Linked DNA regions of Mus musculus: regions 2, 3, 4, 5 and 6 are each linked to region 1. Evidence: chromatin contacts called from public Hi-C and promoter capture Hi-C data. All regions are on one chromosome and are shown on one strand. The core of a region is the stretch at or near the end of the contact, and the rest is flanking DNA. Distances in the headings are between cores, read along the strand shown.

Region 1 (2,561 bases), core at 21-2,520:
GCATCCTGCCCTGAATCACTGGGATACTCAACACCTGAAATACTCAACGCTTCTGCTCTGTAAGCCACCCTCTGTGGTTCTTTCACTACTGCTAGGGATGGCGAGAAGCTCTTACTCCCGCCATATTTATTCCCTTGAATAACAGTGGCAGCAGGCTCTATTAATCGAGAACTGAACGGAAAGATGAAAAGGGAGGTGTACCCAGTGAGGCGGTTTCGGATAATTTTGACGCTCATCACGGTCTCCCCCATGGTGGCAAAGGCTCTAGAGATGAAGTTCTCATCCATGTAGGGTTCCAGCTGCATAAAAACCAGAGCAGAGAGGAGAGGCTCAGGCCCATGACCCGGAGCCCTGTAAGGGGTGGAGCCCCTCCCACTCTGTCCAGGACCCCCCTCTACAGCACTAGAGAGCCAAGCTTCCTACCACGCAATGGGGAACGGTCCCAACCAACTCCTTTACTTCAAATCGCTCCCCTTGCTGGGAGGCGTGGCACACACCGTTAATCCCAGCACTAGGGAGGCAATGGTAGGTGGAGTCTGTGAGTCTACATAACGAGTTCCAGGACAGACAGAACTATGTGAAGGACCCCATCTCAAAAACAACAAAAGAAAAAACAAAAACAAATAAAATAGCTCCCCTTTATAGAACTCCCTGTGCTTCCAGTCCTAATAACAATTCTTGGGGTTCCTCCCACTCCATCCGCCCAAATCATCCCACTCCAAATCTTTCCAAACTGGAAAGGGGGATTCCAGACCCTCTACCCCATAGAGTCAGCATCTGAGGAATCTTCATTCTGATGCCCAGACTCCACTTTCAAAGACTGGGTGAATAGGTCTCGCTACGAAGCCCAAGCTGGCCTAGAACTCACTATGGAGTCTCGAACTGGTGACGATCTTCCTGCCTCGCCAAGTGCAGGGAGTAAGGCATTGGCCACCACACCCCATCTAGCTTCCCGCTGTCACCAAAACCCTTCCTGTTCACGGCCACCCTTCTGGGATCCGAAGGCCCTCTGCTCTCAGGCCCTTCCTCCCCCTACGACTCGAGACCCTCTTGTTCCCCTCAGAGCAGGGGCGACCCTGACTCACGTCTCCCATCCATAGGCTGGCCGCCATCCCGCACCCGGGCGGGGACCCTGAGGGCCTGTGGCGCGCAACCGCGCCAGTCTGCGCGACCCGGCCCGCCCGGAGCCTAAGCCTGCAGCACCTCCTGCGCACACGCTGCCTCGGCGGCCAGAGCGATCCGGGTTTTCCTCCGACCTGTCCGCCGCTTCCGGCCCCCCCAGGGGGCGTTGCTTCTACGGGCTAGGGAGTGGCTCCACGGGATAGGGGCGTGGCCTCGGCTGGGGCACAGTAGGCCTAGCTGGCACCGGCTCTGAAGAGGGTCTCTGTGGGCGGACTGCCCCGCTCTTTAATAAAACCGCGCAAATGCGTCTATAATTATTGAGTTAAGGTTTGCTCTCTGTAGGGAATACCAAGCATAAGAACGGAAGGACAGCTAGTGACCGAAACCCCTCTGGGAGCGCGGAGGATAAGCTTCCGAGGGACTGTGGAGGAGCCGCGGCCGCACAGTGGTCCTCTTGCCCTGCATCCCAGCGAGGACTTTTTGGAAGATGTAGTGGGATTCTTCATTTTCTTAAAGCCCTGAGGTGGAGAGAACTAAAGGACGGTTCTTGATGGTACACTCAAAGTCCATCGTTTTGTGTGTAGTTGGGGGTGGGGAGAGTCGGCGTCGGCATGGTCTCTGTAATCCTTGTTGACCTGTTTAAGTCTGTCTCTAGTCAGAGATCTACTTGCTTCTGCCTGTTTGTTTAATGAACGCCAGTCTTCTCAAAGCATTCCTTCCTTAACGGCTGAGCTTTGGCTCCAGCCCCACACTTTTTTTTTTTTTTTTTTTTTTTTGCCTTGAGACAAGTTTTCATGTTGGTCCCTGGTACAAGCTATATAATCTAGGCTGGCTGTAAACTCTTGGCAATCTTGCTTCAGCTTCCTAAGTGCTAGTTTTACAAGTGAAGGACACCAACCCTGGCTCCTTCCCCGTTTATTATTCTAATCCAATTCACCAAGACTTTACCACAAAGCACAGACGGACCTTTACAGAACCCTCAGTAAACTTGGTTTTTGAGAGCTCCTAAGGTGGTTGTATCCATGCTTCAACATCCAGTTGGTAGCCAACTTAGCAGAGTGGGAAGGTCCTGTGCGTTCAGATTGGTTCTGACAACCAAGTTCATCCTAAGTCCTTTAACTTAGAAAGTTCCCCAAGCCAAGAACTCAAGTCTGAAAACCAGAGGCCAACTATGAGTATAAATTTCCTGTTCCCTTCTGTTACTGTATGAATGATGCTAAGGCACTGGTGAGATGGCTCAGCAGGTAAAAGTGCATTGCACTGAACCTGACAAACACACATGTACACACAAATGTAAAAAAAAAAAAAAAAAGTTTTTCAGAGACTACAGAATGCTTTGGGTCCCATGGGATTGGAGTTAGTATCGTTGTGTAGCACCATGTGGGTGCTGAGAATTGAACCTGGGTCCTCTCCAAGTGCAACTAGTGCTATTAATCAGA
Region 2 (2,561 bases), core at 40-2,539, 3.0 Mb before region 1:
AACGTAAACGGAAAGGGCACAAACCTCTCCAAGCCACCGGCGTAGCGCCCGGATTTTGACAACGAAATGGAGATTCATCTTAATCTCCCAGGTCGCGGGCACCAACGCCACTCTCGGCCGCGGCGGGCCGGAAGTCCTGGGGCCACCCCAGCCGGACACTCCGTTACTCCTTCGGGGGCCGATGGTGTCCAACCCCGAACGAAGCACGGTGGCGCGCGCCAAGTCCGCCAAACCCGGGGAGGAGACCTGCGCATCGAGCCTGGGGATGGAGAGCGGCGCCCCGAGTCTCGGCAGGCAGAGGGACCGGCAGGGAGCCTCGTAGTCGCCTAGGCCGGAGACCTGGCGTCGCCTCGCATCCGCTCCGGAGGAGCTGCTGCGCCGTTAGCCCGCCCCGCCGGGGAGCTCAGTCCTCAGGCCGGCGTCGCTGGGACGAGGCTCGCCAGAGTCGGGCCTGCTCTCCGTCTCAGGCCGCGTAACAGGCCACGACACAGCCCTACAAGCCAGCACCGTCCCTTCCGAGCCGGCCTCGGCACACTCACCTTCCTTGTCAGCCATGGCGGCAGGAGAGCCGGGAGGGGTTGGGGGATCCCGGGGTCGTGCGTTGCAGGAGGGGCGGGGAGGCTACGAGCGCTCCACTCCGCGCGCGCGGCCTCTATTGTTTCCTGCGGCCCGTGCGTAGGGGGCCGGCTCGCGTGCCTTCGCGCCAACACCGACCAATGAGAAAGCGCGGGTCTGAGGGGTGGGCGGAGCATCCGCCTCGCGGCCTATGGAGACGCTCGAGAGTCGTTTTCTCCAGAGTCCCGAGGCGCGCGCGCTCCGCCCCTTCTCTCTCCCCCACCCCCCACCACAGTCCGGAGACTTCCACGGATTGCGCGCGCGCCCCGCCTGCCGGGATGAGGCCCGTGCAGATCACGTGACATACACCCTACACGCTCATGCGCAGCCATCTTCTTAGCAGGCCGTTATGCTGACAACTCCCTCAGGGTAGCGAAAGAATTTGGAAGTGTTTCCGGGTCTGGTTAGCAACTCGGAGGGCCAGACGAGGAGAAAACGCATCACCGTTTAGACTTACAGGTGCCTAATTCAAGGTGGCGTCTTTTAACTGACTCCCTCGGTACTAATAGTGATGAGTGCAGGAAATAAGATGCTGGTCTCTAAAACATGTTATAAAAGCGGCAGGACCGAGCCTGGCAGCCCGGCAGCCCGGCAGCCGCAAGCGGGTATATCCTTCCGCGAGCTTGCAGAATGGAGTCCTGGTCCTTTTAGACCCGCTGCCAAGGGGGTGGGGTGTAGAGCGGAAGTTATGGCGCGGGGCCGAAGTCTGGCTGATGAAGGGCGGAAGTAAGAGTACCAACTCCGCAATCATGGCTCAAGAGGAGGAAGATGTTAGAGATTACAATTTGACGGAGGAACAGAAGGCGACCAAGGACAAGTATCCTCCAGTCAATCGAAAATATGAATGTGAGTAGGTGGCCCACATCTCTTGCATTCGGACAACCTGCGGCTTCCTGCTTCGCCCACTTCTTTGCCCTAAAGGTGCTCTGGCGTGATCACAGTGTGCCCCTCTTTGGACCCAATTTAGGGGGAAAGTGAAGAAAAAGATCACCTTACTAGAGAATGAAGAAACCCGAGGCCGTATCCCCTGCCCCCATCCATTCTAAAAGTCCATGTGTGCCTGAATCACACTTACCTTTGGGGATAGAGTTAAATGGTGTGGCGCTGGTCCAACATTTATCATTGTAAATTATACTTGTGCATTAGTTGTATTTTTAAGTGATTTCTGGGTTGTCCTCGAGTTTCTCCCAGTAGGGAATAGTGTGACCAGGTTAGAGTAATCAAGACATACCTTTTTCTGTGCGTGCGTGCGTGCGTACGTGTGTGTCCACAGCCCAAGATTGGATCTTATTACGTACTGCAACTTTTGCATCACGTTAAATTTTTTTGAAAGATAAAAATTTAGCCGGGGGCTGGTGAGATGACTCAGTGGGTAAGAGCACCCGACTGCTCTTCCGAAGGTCAGGAGTTCAAATCCCAGCAACCACATGGTGGCTCACAACAAGATCTGACTCCCTCTTCTGGAGTGTCTGAGGACAGCTACAGTGTATTTACATATAATAAATAAATAAATATTTAAAAAAAAAATTTAGCCGGGTAGTGGTGGCGCACGCCTTTAATCCCAGCACTTGGGAGGCAGAGGCAGGCGGATTTCTAAGTTCGAGGCCAGCCTGGTCTGCATAGTGAGTTCCAGGACAGCTAGAGCTACAGAGTAAGGCCCTGTCTCAGAAATAAAGAAATTTCTTATGTCTTTAATGGACATCCTAGACTAGTAGTCTACCCCTGAGCTATAATGGCTTCTGCCCTACAGTAGTCTTTGAGTATAGGGTTCCTGAGATTAAAAAATTTGAGAACCACCCTATATAGCAATGTATCATCTTTTTTAAAAAGTTGAAAGAATTGAGTATAATTTACCTATGCCCCAGTAAAGTGTTAAGTACTTTCCTTTTTGTGTGTGTGACAGGATTTCACTCTAACCCTCACTGACCTGGAACTCACTAGGTGAT
Region 3 (2,561 bases), core at 34-2,533, 2.7 Mb before region 1:
GTGATGGCAAATGAGGGAGTCCCAGAGCCAAGGAGCCACTGTGGCTGGTGGGCACAGGGACTCTGCGCAGTGTGCCTGGGGCCTGTGCTGGTTGGGTCAGGCAGGGCTTAGGACTCCGTTTCTTCTTTTTGTCTTCCATTGGGTGGTGTGTTGGACCTCAGGTCTGGGAAGGAAGGGGGCAAAATCATCCCTTCACTCAGCACCCTCTTTCGTCTGAGAGGAAGGGTCTTCAGATGTATCTTTGTCCATCAGTCAGGAGCTCTGTCCTCTTGTCTGTACAGGGTCATATGCCAGCCTGCTGCTGGACTGTAGCTATGCATCTGAAGGACCTCCCAAGGCCAGCAAAGCCCTTTTCTTCCTGACAGCCCCATCTGCCTGCTGGAGAGGGCTGGCCCAGACCAGGGTCATCTTGCTGTTTTCCTGTCACTACAGCCCAGAGCCTGGGGCTGTAGAGGAAGATGCTCAGGAGACAGGGTGGATGTGACTAGGGGAGCAAGCTGAGGATCAGGAGGCCATTTGCTAGGCAACGGTCTGTATATGGCAGCGGATACTGACTAACTGCATGAGGTGCAACCAAGGTAAGGCAGGGACACCTGGAAATACCCTGGTGTCAATCATATGGACCAGGAATAGCCGGCTCATCACTGGCCTCTCTTCCACTTCACTTCAACTACACATGCCAGGGCTGCCCAGAAGTTCCCAGGACAGCTTCTAGTCTCTTCTTTTTCTAGTTAGAAAGTCTTTAGGGGCTAGACCTCCAACAATGTAACTCTGACTTGATTAGCTTAGCTTGACTCCCCTACAGCCCCATCACCTAGGTATCTGGTCTGCTGAGGTCCTCTCCAGGGGAGGTCTCAGCTCCCTCACTTTACTTCCGAGAGGGCGATGGTCAAATCGGAACATTAAGCGTTTAAGCTGGCATGGAACAGCTGGGTGGCATCAGTGGGGCTCGGGGGTGGGGTGGGGGGTGGTGGTGGTGGGAGACAGAACTCTTTTTCTCTCCATGTAGCAGCAGTGTGACCCAGTAAGAGACCTGATGGAAGCGGCAGCCAGAGCGACTGTGATCCGCCTGAGATGTGCCTAAGGAAAGATTCAGTTCTCAATTCGGGCTTCAAAAAACAAGCATCAGGTGCGGCACCCCGCCCCCATCCTCCTCACTCCCTTCTCGCCCCCTTGGGGTTCTACTGACCTGGAAGTTTGGGGTCTGGAGTGTGAAACAGTGCTTCTTTGCAATCTCCCTTCACCCTGCTTTCTCTCTCCTCAGGGGAACTGGAGCTGGAGGGAGCTAAGCTGGCTGGAGATGATTTGCATTTAAAGAGAAAGTAGCCCTCTTTGGATTCCCTGGGAGCGGAGCCGGAGGAGAGTACTTCCGTCGATTTAACAGTTCCCCTTCCCTACCTCCCACAAGAACTAAAGGAGCACTGTTAGTTACGGGATATGGATTTAAAATCATTTCCTTTTCTTGTCACGTTTGGAGGGGATCCCTTACAAAATGGTGGTGGCTTTGTTTGCAGCAGGGGTGGTAGGGAAATGATGGGGCTAAATGAATGTGTGGGCAGAGGCAATATATAAGTATACGGGAAAATGAGGGGCGGACACCAGAAGGAACAAAGACAATCAGTACCCAGCACCCTGTTAAGCCTTTTATGTACATTCAATCCTGAGACATAACTGTTATCCCGATTTTACGGAAAATAATCAATTGTCACTCATTCCTGGGCACGGTCGCTGTCCTGTGACATCCAGATACTCCTAGCCTGTAAGCGCTGAAGAACTGACAGGGCCTCTCCCCACCTCCGAACCAGAGCAAATAGGATCCCAAGCAGGCTGGCAGGAGGTGGGGCGTGAGAGCTCCGGAAGGAGGCTGGCCCAGAACTGTTGGCGGTTGTGCTGCTGGAGGAGGGAGGTCCCACCAATGAGGCTATTTGAAGATCTGGCAGAGGAGTCTGGTTCAGATCTCCAGAACAGCATCCGATGCCACAGGAGAGGGTGTCAGGCTGCCCAGCAGGCTCAAATTAAAGCGACCTAGGCAACAAAGCATCCATCTTCCCTTTTCCTTTAGCAACAACAGTAGGTTTCCCTGGCTGTGGGCACCCAGAGGTGTTGCTTCTGGGATCTTTTCCAGGTGCTGTTAACATGCAAACTGCTCTAGGAAGCAACTCTAATCCAAGACTTCTAAACAACCAAGAACCGGAGGGAGGGGAGCACGCTGGAAGGTCCCTTTCCTCTCAGAATTGCTGCTGGAGCAGGGTGCCAGCTTCGTTCATCAAAGTGACAGTGGGCCCAGGAGCACCCGGGGTTGCCACCTTCAGCTGCTTCCCTGAGGAGCCAGAAGCTTTTGCGGAGCCACTTGCGCTTGCAAGCTCCTGATGCGGAGGCAGGAAAGGAATCCTCTCCACCCCTACTGGAGGACTTTTAGAATCAATTTGTCTACCGCTTCTGGCTAGAAGGAATCAAGGGACAGCCCCTATAAAGCTGAGCAGTTCCATCTTTTCTGCCCAACCAACCCAGAGACCTGGTGCTGGCTGAGGCCACCTACAGTGTCCCTTAGAGGAAACCAG
Region 4 (2,561 bases), core at 36-2,535, 2.7 Mb before region 1:
AGAAATGCACTACTCTTTACAATAGGCGGAGGTCAGCAATTCACTCTAAACTTTTCCACTTTCATTCAGACTAAAGATTTCAAACTGGACCCATATCAAAACACAACTTCCCAACTTTACGCAGGGTTAAAACTGTCCCCCCTCTCTCTCATCCCACCACTAGAGGGCCAGCCCATAAAAGGCACCAGTTAATTCCTAGGGCTCTGGAGTGATCACCCTGGTTTAATCACCGCGTGACCTTGGATAAGTTACTTTACCACTCTAAGCCTCAGTTTCCCCATCTGCAAAACAGGAATAACAGCAGCACCTATCCCACTAGATTGCAATTAGGTTAAACAAGACACGTTAAGCACTGACAATAACGTCTGCACGTACAGATTGGCAAATTTAAAGTTTTTCACTTTACTGATGCCAACAAATTACCAATACTGGTTTCACTTCTGAATTCGAAGACCATCATCGTATTCTTTTGAGCAACGGCTTTCGTATCCGGAATGCTCTTTAAAAAAGATCAACAGGTCTCTCTTTTTCTCCTAACCAGAGTTGGCCCAGAAACAGTAAGTCCCTGACCTGTCTGTGCCAAGAAGTCTTGGCTTTGGTCTCTCTACCACTGCGAAGGCTGTCACTGAGTCTAGCCGAACCACCCCATTCCTGCGCCGACTGGGACATTTTCCTGGCCTTCAAAGGCCCAAGCTCTGCTGGACCCGGCCGGCCCTTGGTTACCGGGCCGGAGCTGGCCTGCCCTGGGTCTCCTCTCCAGAGGACTCTACCCTCTACGTAGGCAGCTAGGACTTCACTTGGTTCAGAAGCCCGGCGTCCAAAAGCCCGAGGAAGCAGGCTCTCCGCGGCCAGGCCTGCTGCTGGAGCCCGGAGCCCGGCCCCCGGATCCACGGCAGGCGCAGGGCGAGAGGGCAGGGCTCTGCTTACCCCGGGAAGCGCGAGCTCTGACCCGAGGCCACCACGTGGGGACAGCCCAGGACGCTAGCAGTGCGGAACAAGCCCCCAGGGCTGCTCCCCGTGCGGGCGGCCCTACGCCAGCCCTAAACTGGCCCGAGGGGCGCTCCCGATCTGCCTTCTCCTCCCATGCCTCTCTGGATGCTTCCGACATCTGCTTCGGACGAGAGACAGGCCCTCGCCAGACCCCGCTCCCCGACACCTCGGCCCGAACACCCATCTCCTGAGCCGCTTCACTCACCCATCGCGGCTCCGCTCGCTCGGACTTGGCGGCGGCCGCAGCGGTAGCTTCAGCGGTAGCCTCGGCAGACAATATGGCGGACCTGCAGGACGGCGGCCTGACGGGGACAAACGTTTTATACCGTGCTAAAACGCGTTCTTAACCCTCACGCCCCCTTCCCTCCAAGGGATATCAGGATAGGGGCGGGCTTAAAGAGAACGCAGCCACTAAAGATGGCAATTAGGGATGGAATAGACAGCCGAGGCTGGAGGGAGACTAGAAGGAATATGTACAAAACAAAGTGTGTCAAACTCTCTGCCTCTGCTTCTGTCTCCCAAGTGCTGGAATTAAAGGCGTGCGCCACCACCGCCCGGTTGCCACAAGCACTTTAAACCACTGGGCCATCTCTCTGGTCCTTGCTGTCTGTGGTTTTAAAGGCAGAAGGGGCAGAACGATTGGACCTGGAGATCCAATCTCTTTCTGTTTTTATTTCTTCTTTATGGCGAGACCTTCTTTCCCAAAAATTCTTCATAATTAAGCCTGTATAGACCCTGAACTAAATAATTATTTTGAGAGAGGAAGTGATTCGTTCAAGGCTCCGGAGATAAGGAAAAGGAGTGGAGATTAAGCTGGGGTTTGAATATTGTTTTTGTTCATTTGAGACAGGATCTTTACTATGTATCTCTGGCTGGCCTGGACCTTTATAAATCAGAAAGACTTCAAACTCACAGCGATCCACCTATCTGCCTCCCAAGTGCTGAGGTAAAAGGCTCCCAGACCAGTTGTTTGTTTACGGGAGGCAGGGTTTCAGATATCCTAGACTTGAACTCTAGATTCTCCTTCTTCCACCTCCCCTCTGCTGAGGTTACAGGTGTGCGCTATCACACTAGAGGGAGTTTGTTTCTCCAGCAAAAGGGTGTGGTGGGGTAGGGGCAGAGCCCAGTAACCTTTTAATGACAGGGTCAGTTCTATATTGCTGACTAGTATGACCACCACCTTCCAGTGTCTGACTTATAGCTATTGAATGAATAAATGAACAAATAAACAAGCAAACAAATAAATAACAGGTCAATGAGCTCCCTTTTTTAGTGATGAGGACCTTGAAGCACGTGCCTTTTGAATCAAGGAATTTGGGGCTGATGCTTATTAACCTCCTTATTTTGCATGATAGCATTCCAGTCTTCCACATCAACACACAGAGCCGGGGTTACGTCCAATCTTGCCAATTCTAACCAAATGCCTGGCCGATAAAGTGAAACAACTCAAAAGTCAAATTCTATGACTTGAGGAAAAGGAATACTGTTATCACAATAATCAACCTCCTTATCTCACTTATCTCCAAAATCGTTCTGCCCCATCTGTCTTTAAAACCAGAGACAGCGGGGCT
Region 5 (2,561 bases), core at 26-2,525, 2.5 Mb before region 1:
TAACTTCTGGCCAGGTTTCAAAAGCAAAAGGCAAACAAAAACAAAACAAAACAACACAACACAAAAAACCTCCTTCCATTAGAGAATCTCTAAGATAATCTTCAAAACTGTTAAAATCCAACTCAAACTTTTTTTTTTTTTTGAGGCTCCCAAGAGTTGAATTTAGGGCCTCACATGCAAGGCAAGCTTTTCCCAGAGTTCTATTCCCAGTTCCAATTCTAGAGGTGCTTTCTTTCTGTAGACCAGGCTGGCCTTGAACTGGGTTTAAAGGCATAGGCCACCACCGCCAGACTTTTTTTTTTAATCACGCCCATTCTTCATACTTTATTTAAGTATTGAAGAGTATCTGTGCTGTGAAGACAGTATTCCGCTTAATAGTTGAGAATACCTAGGAAAAAACTTTTTCCTTAATTCTGCATTTCCGTATCTAAAGAGTCTGTGTGTTGCTTGCCCGATAGAGGTCTGGGGAGCAGGGCAGAGAGACTTCGCAGAGATGTTCGAGGCCTCCAGGAAGGACAGCCAAGTATAAGGTACTCGGTTCCCCACTTCTGAGCTGGAAATCCCCGAGCTCAGGCCCCGGTTGCCGCCCAGTCCCAGTCCCAGACCCAGCGGGATCTGGCTCGAGGCGCCTCCCGGGATCCGGAATCCGCCCGCGACCTTGCGGGTCACTGGGTGGCCAGAGGCGCTAACTTAGACCCAGGTGCGGATGGGCGAGTCGCAGAGTGGGCGGGCGCTTCCCTCAGCCACGTTCGTCACCCCGCTACCCCCACCCCGCGCCGGTCACATGTATACGCCTTCCGTCGCCCCCAGTGCCGAGCGCAGCAAGCCACGCGGAGGCGGAGCGCGGGAGGCGCCCAGGGCAGTGGGTCAAAGCTCTGTAGGCAGAGTGGGTGGGGCCAACCGCCGCGAGCCGCCGGCAGCCAATCATCGGTTCCGAGGGCGTGGCTGCGCCGCGCGCGCCGCGCCCCGCAGCGCCCCCTGAGGGGCGGCGGCGGGAGCTGGTCCGGCTGCGCGCGCAGCGGTGGTGGCGGCGGCGCGATCGGCCGGGCTGTAACCGTCGTTCGTCCGGGAGCGGCTGGAGCGGCAGCAGCGGCCGGGCACGGCGCGAGGCGACGCCAGCGGGCAGCGGCGGTAGCGGGGGCAGCGGCGGCAGCGGGGGGGGAACACAGCGGCGGTCGCGGCAGCAACAGTAGCAGCAGCAAGACGGACTCGTGGACACGCGCCGCCGCCGCCGCCGCCGGGCCGGGCCGGGTGTCGCGCGCCGAGGCTGGGGGGGAGTCGTCGCCGCCGCCGCCGCCGCTCCCGCCGCCGCCGCCGCCGCCGAGGTGACTGAGGAGAGAGGCGCCTCCTCGCTCCCGCCTCCGCCGGCCTTCAATGCCCAGTCCCCAGCTTGCCAGCGTGAGTGCGCCCCTCCCGGGCGGCCCCGCGCGGCGCCCGGGCCTCGGGCAGGGGAGGGCGGGAGGCGCCGCTGCCATTAGAGCAGGCCCGAGACACGTCCCCGGAAGGAGGGCCGGGCCGGGCCAGGGGCGGGGAGCGCGGCTCGAGGTGGGGTGAGCGAGCGAGAGAGCGAGAGAGCGTAGAAGAATGCGGGAGAAGGTGCGTGTGCGGGCAGCATGTGTCCTTGTGGGGGCGAAGGTGTGGTGAGAGCGAGTGGGGACGAGGAGGAGCGTGGCGGACTAGGTGGTGTGCAGGGGTGCGCCTGCGTTTGTCCGGCGCGTGAGCACAGGCATCCTGGAGGCCCCTTGGTCTTTGTGTTGATAGGGAACCCTTCGCGTCCAGGGACTTAATTCACTCAAGCGTGGGATCCCTGAGTTGCAGTCAAGTAAGAGAAAAGGGTCTGAGTCTCCCGTGACGCTGATCTCTGGCGTTCTTTCCCCTTTTCGTAAAAATGTATTGTAAATTTATGAATTTCCAGAGATGTCTTTGCCATCCTCCCCACCCCCATTTCCCAGCGCTAACCATCCAAGCTTGACTCTTGTCCCGGAGTCTGAGTTTTAGCCGGTAAAGTATTCGGAAGCGTAAACTTTTTTTTTTTTGGCAAATGCTCAGTGTTGAGGTCAAGGCTATTTAATGAGGTAAGCCGCGGTATCTTTTATCTGTGACTCTCTCGTATCCTTCTGCAGAAAAGCGCCTAAGAAACGGTCATAAATATCGATAAAGTGCCATAGTTTAGTTTCTGCCCTTGGATTTGTCACGAAGTATAAAGTGACTAATCTAGCGTCATTGTAGGCATTCAGCAAATGTTTCAGTTTGGAGTCGCTATTGCTGGATTAGTATATGGTATTTACTTGCTTCCCCGCTCTGTGTTACTGAGCTGTTTCAGACAGGAAGTGAGAGAAGTTGAGCCTTGTTAGTGTGCAAGAGGAAACTAAGACTATAGAAGAACTCACATTATCAGAGCTTCGTTTTTTGATCCTGACACTCTTAGTTTTGGATCGGATGATCGGAAAGAATTGTTAATGGACTTTTTCTATGGGGGATGCAGAAGAAGTTCTTTTGTTTCATTTGTTTTATTGGACTTTTAGAAGTTCCAAATAGGTTCTTGATTTGGTATCATCTCA
Region 6 (2,561 bases), core at 29-2,528, 2.2 Mb before region 1:
TAGTTCATTTTTAAGTTAGCATTTTCCTAAGTTGTATTCCAGAAAACTGTGACTCAGAGAGGTTAAATGACTTCTTCAAGATCACACAGCTAGAAACTGTTTAAAAAAGAAAACGAACAACAGGATCTGCTCACTAACGCCAGTGCTGAGGGGGAAGCTGAGCAAAGAAATAAGCCAGCGGGGCGCTGGTGGGTAAGGCTGGGCCAGATCACGAAGGAACTGGATCACCAGACTTGTCTTCCTCTGCAGGTAAGGATGAGGACCGTGCTTTGCAGACTGTCCTATGGCCAGTACCACGATCAGCAGTGGGACTGTGGAAAGTGCCTGGCTAGATTGAAAGCTCAGGACTTTTTATTTAAAAAGTATAGTGTTGGCACTGTAGATACTGGGGATACAATTATAAGCAAATCAAACACAATTCTTGTCCACATGAGAGTTTTTGTTGTTGCTGCTGCTGCTGTTGTTGTTTGAGACAGAGCCTCATTATGCAGCCATGGCTAGACTGGAACTGTCTATGTATGTATGCTTGCTTCTGCCTGCTGAGACTAAAGGCATGTGCCACCAGGCCCGGCCACGTGGGAATGTAACTAATCAAATAAACATGCAACCAAGTTTAGAACCTAAACCCCAAGAGCCAAGTACAGGAAAGTTGGTAACTTAGGAACTGTGATTTGACCTACAGAGGGAATAAAACCTCCTTGTTGAGACCTAGTCATCTACTGACACTAGTTCTAGGCCGTACTTTGCTGAGGAACTCACTGTGAGTTTAGGTAACTAAGTCATTGCCTTTCTGAGCCTCAGTTTCCCCATACATAAAGATAGGAGCACCGTGACATCTTAATTTTCCTTCTCTTCTGGCGGTCTGACCTTTCTCCACTGTCCACGGGTCTGTTTAGTACCCACGTTCTAAATGGCACCTGCATTCCAGGAAAGGCTTAAGTTCTCAGTAGCCATGGCAACCGCCTGGGCGTTAGAAGTAAAGTGATCACGACAGTGACGTAACTAATATGCGTCAGGTTATAATATGGCCTTGCCAGGTTATAATATGGCCACCACAGAAACAACTGACCAAGTCTCCCCATTAGATAACTACAGCTGGCCAGGCCCGAGGTCCGCTGCAGGTCACGAAAAATAAAAACAAACGAGCCACTACGGTCAACAACACTTCCGGACACTCCTACCCAGCCCTCTGTAAGGTACCAGCTCACCGCCTGTGACTTCCGTTTGTTGACCGGAAGATTGACAGCCTGTCCGTCCAATCACAATCGGACCCGCCCCAAAATCCAACCAGGAGCGGCATTGGGAGCAGGAAACTCCGCCTACCACAGTTGTGTGACGTCATAACCGCCATGGCCAGCTATCCAAACGGACAGGTGAGTTGTAGTGGCCCCTGCGTCAATATTTGGGCTTGTCTATAGATCCGGTACCACTCTCCATCCTCGGCTCTTTCTCCCCACTTGATCCGCAGCCTTTTCACGCAGAGGTTTACTTCAACAAGACTCTGTGTGAGCGAGAAACAGGAGGGCCAGTCCGTCGCGCTCGTTTTACGTCACATAGGACCACTCGAGGGGTTGTTTATATTGCGCAAAACTGGCTTTGGGGGTTTTGCTGTGAATTGATCCGGGCTGAACCGGACCAGGGTGCTTAACTCAGGTCTCCGTGGGGCGGAGTCCTCTGTGCTCTCGAGGCGTTTAGAGCTCTTTTTCCCTTGGAGTCTTTCTGGGCGTAACTTGATAAAAACAAGTTGCCCGACTCTCTCAGCACCGTCCTGCGACCGAATAATCTCGGGACAATCAGTGGTAGGAGGTACCAGAAGTGAGATTACACCCCTCACGGTTGTCCAGCGTCCTTTCACACGTAGGAAAAGTGAAACCCAGAGAAGATATGGAGTTTATCTAAGTTACCAAGTAGTTAGGCAGCAGAGCCAAGGTCAGAACTTGGGTTGTCTGCAACTGCTTCTTCCTTCCTTTCTAGCCTGCCTTGAACCAGCCGGGAACATCATTTCAGTGTGATTTATTTTGTGGCCAGAATTAGGTGACATAGAGGTGCCAAATGCAGTTTTGAGTTAAAAGTGGAGCCAGATCTTTGCCGCATTAGTTTTAAGTCTTTTTTTTTTTTTTTTTTTTTTCCTGATCCAGTTTCCTCTCATAAAATGGACCAAGTAGTAAGAGTCCACCCCTCACAGAGTTATTAGGAAGAACGATGTGATTCCTGTAGGCATATGCTATGCTATACGGTAAAGTGTAACATCACTTTGTAGGAGTTTTCAAAGCAGGCCCCTCACTTCGAAATAATTTGGACAAAATAATCGTCCTGATCACAGAGTAGTTTAAGAGATTAGTCTCATGTATGGAAAGTGGAATGCAAAGTCAAATGGGTTATTACCAAGCTTTGATTGGCCATAGTCACAGACTAAAAGATATTTAAAGGCCTATGTGGTTTATATAGCATTTCTTACATTTACTTTGTGTGTGTGTTGGGGGTGGGGAGAGGGCGGCTACACATGTGCACATGCACAGGAATTATTTTTTTCTCTATCATGTGGGTCTTGGGGATCAACC

Evidence for each region. Promoter capture Hi-C pulls out the DNA fragments that hold promoters and counts their contacts. A called contact is a pair of places that touch in the nucleus more often than the background predicts.
Region 2: a promoter capture Hi-C map of liver shows a contact between it and region 1, with 4 times the contacts expected there. The contact joins the promoter of Zbtb8os here to the promoter of Trnau1ap in region 1. A contact is called at or near these places in 3 of 39 promoter capture datasets (hippocampal neurons, liver and pre-B cells).
Region 3: a promoter capture Hi-C map of liver shows a contact between it and region 1, with 5 times the contacts expected there. The contact joins the promoter of Ccdc28b here to the promoter of Trnau1ap in region 1. A contact is called at or near these places in 3 of 39 promoter capture datasets (liver and pre-B cells) and 1 of 9 other capture datasets (liver).
Region 4: a Hi-C map of B cells shows a contact between it and region 1, with 7 read pairs. The contact joins the promoter of Kpna6 here to the promoter of Trnau1ap in region 1. A contact is called at or near these places in 1 of 484 Hi-C or Micro-C datasets (B cells) and 1 of 115 datasets of contacts at active chromatin or transcription factors (large pre-B cells).
Region 5: a promoter capture Hi-C map of pre-B cells shows a contact between it and region 1, with 4 times the contacts expected there. The contact joins the promoter of Ptp4a2 here to the promoter of Trnau1ap in region 1. A contact is called at or near these places in 2 of 39 promoter capture datasets (cranial neural crest and pre-B cells).
Region 6: a contact with region 1 is called in a promoter capture Hi-C map of pre-B cells, with 2.7 times the contacts expected there. The contact joins the promoter of Pef1 here to the promoter of Trnau1ap in region 1. A contact is called at or near these places in 2 of 39 promoter capture datasets (liver and pre-B cells).

The regions. Positions count from the first base shown.
Region 1 is chr4:132,328,268-132,330,828 of GRCm38.p6, forward strand. Trnau1ap (tRNA selenocysteine 1 associated protein 1) reads right to left here and starts at 1,271. Exons shown (of 9, transcript NM_027925.3): 1 at 1,086-1,271; 2 at 202-299. The coding sequence starts at 1,112.
Region 2 is chr4:129,334,679-129,337,239 of GRCm38.p6, forward strand. Zbtb8os (zinc finger and BTB domain containing 8 opposite strand) reads left to right here and starts at 1,290. Exons shown (of 7, transcript NM_025970.4): 1 at 1,290-1,461. The coding sequence starts at 1,365. It overlaps Rbbp4 (retinoblastoma binding protein 4, chromatin remodeling factor), which reads right to left and starts at 692. Exons shown (of 12, transcript NM_009030.3): 1 at 540-692. The coding sequence starts at 555.
Region 3 is chr4:129,622,625-129,625,185 of GRCm38.p6, forward strand. It overlaps Ccdc28b (coiled coil domain containing 28B), which reads right to left and starts at 1,284. Exons shown (of 6, transcript NM_025455.2): 1 at 1,190-1,284; 2 at 1-163. The coding sequence starts at 139. It overlaps Gm34305 (a long non-coding RNA gene), which reads left to right and starts at 162. Exons shown (of 4, transcript XR_376684.4): 1 at 162-578; 2 at 1,010-1,129; 3 at 1,265-2,561.
Region 4 is chr4:129,671,482-129,674,042 of GRCm38.p6, forward strand. Kpna6 (karyopherin (importin) alpha 6) reads right to left here and starts at 1,286. Exons shown (of 14, transcript NM_008468.4): 1 at 1,196-1,286. The coding sequence starts at 1,199.
Region 5 is chr4:129,819,204-129,821,764 of GRCm38.p6, forward strand. Ptp4a2 (protein tyrosine phosphatase 4a2) reads left to right here and starts at 1,276. Exons shown (of 6, transcript NM_008974.4): 1 at 1,276-1,398.
Region 6 is chr4:130,106,278-130,108,838 of GRCm38.p6, forward strand. It overlaps Pef1 (penta-EF hand domain containing 1), which reads left to right and starts at 1,279. Exons shown (of 5, transcript NM_026441.4): 1 at 1,279-1,373. The coding sequence starts at 1,350. Gm40258 (a long non-coding RNA gene) reads right to left here and starts at 1,841. Exons shown (of 2, transcript XR_868200.3): 1 at 1,324-1,841.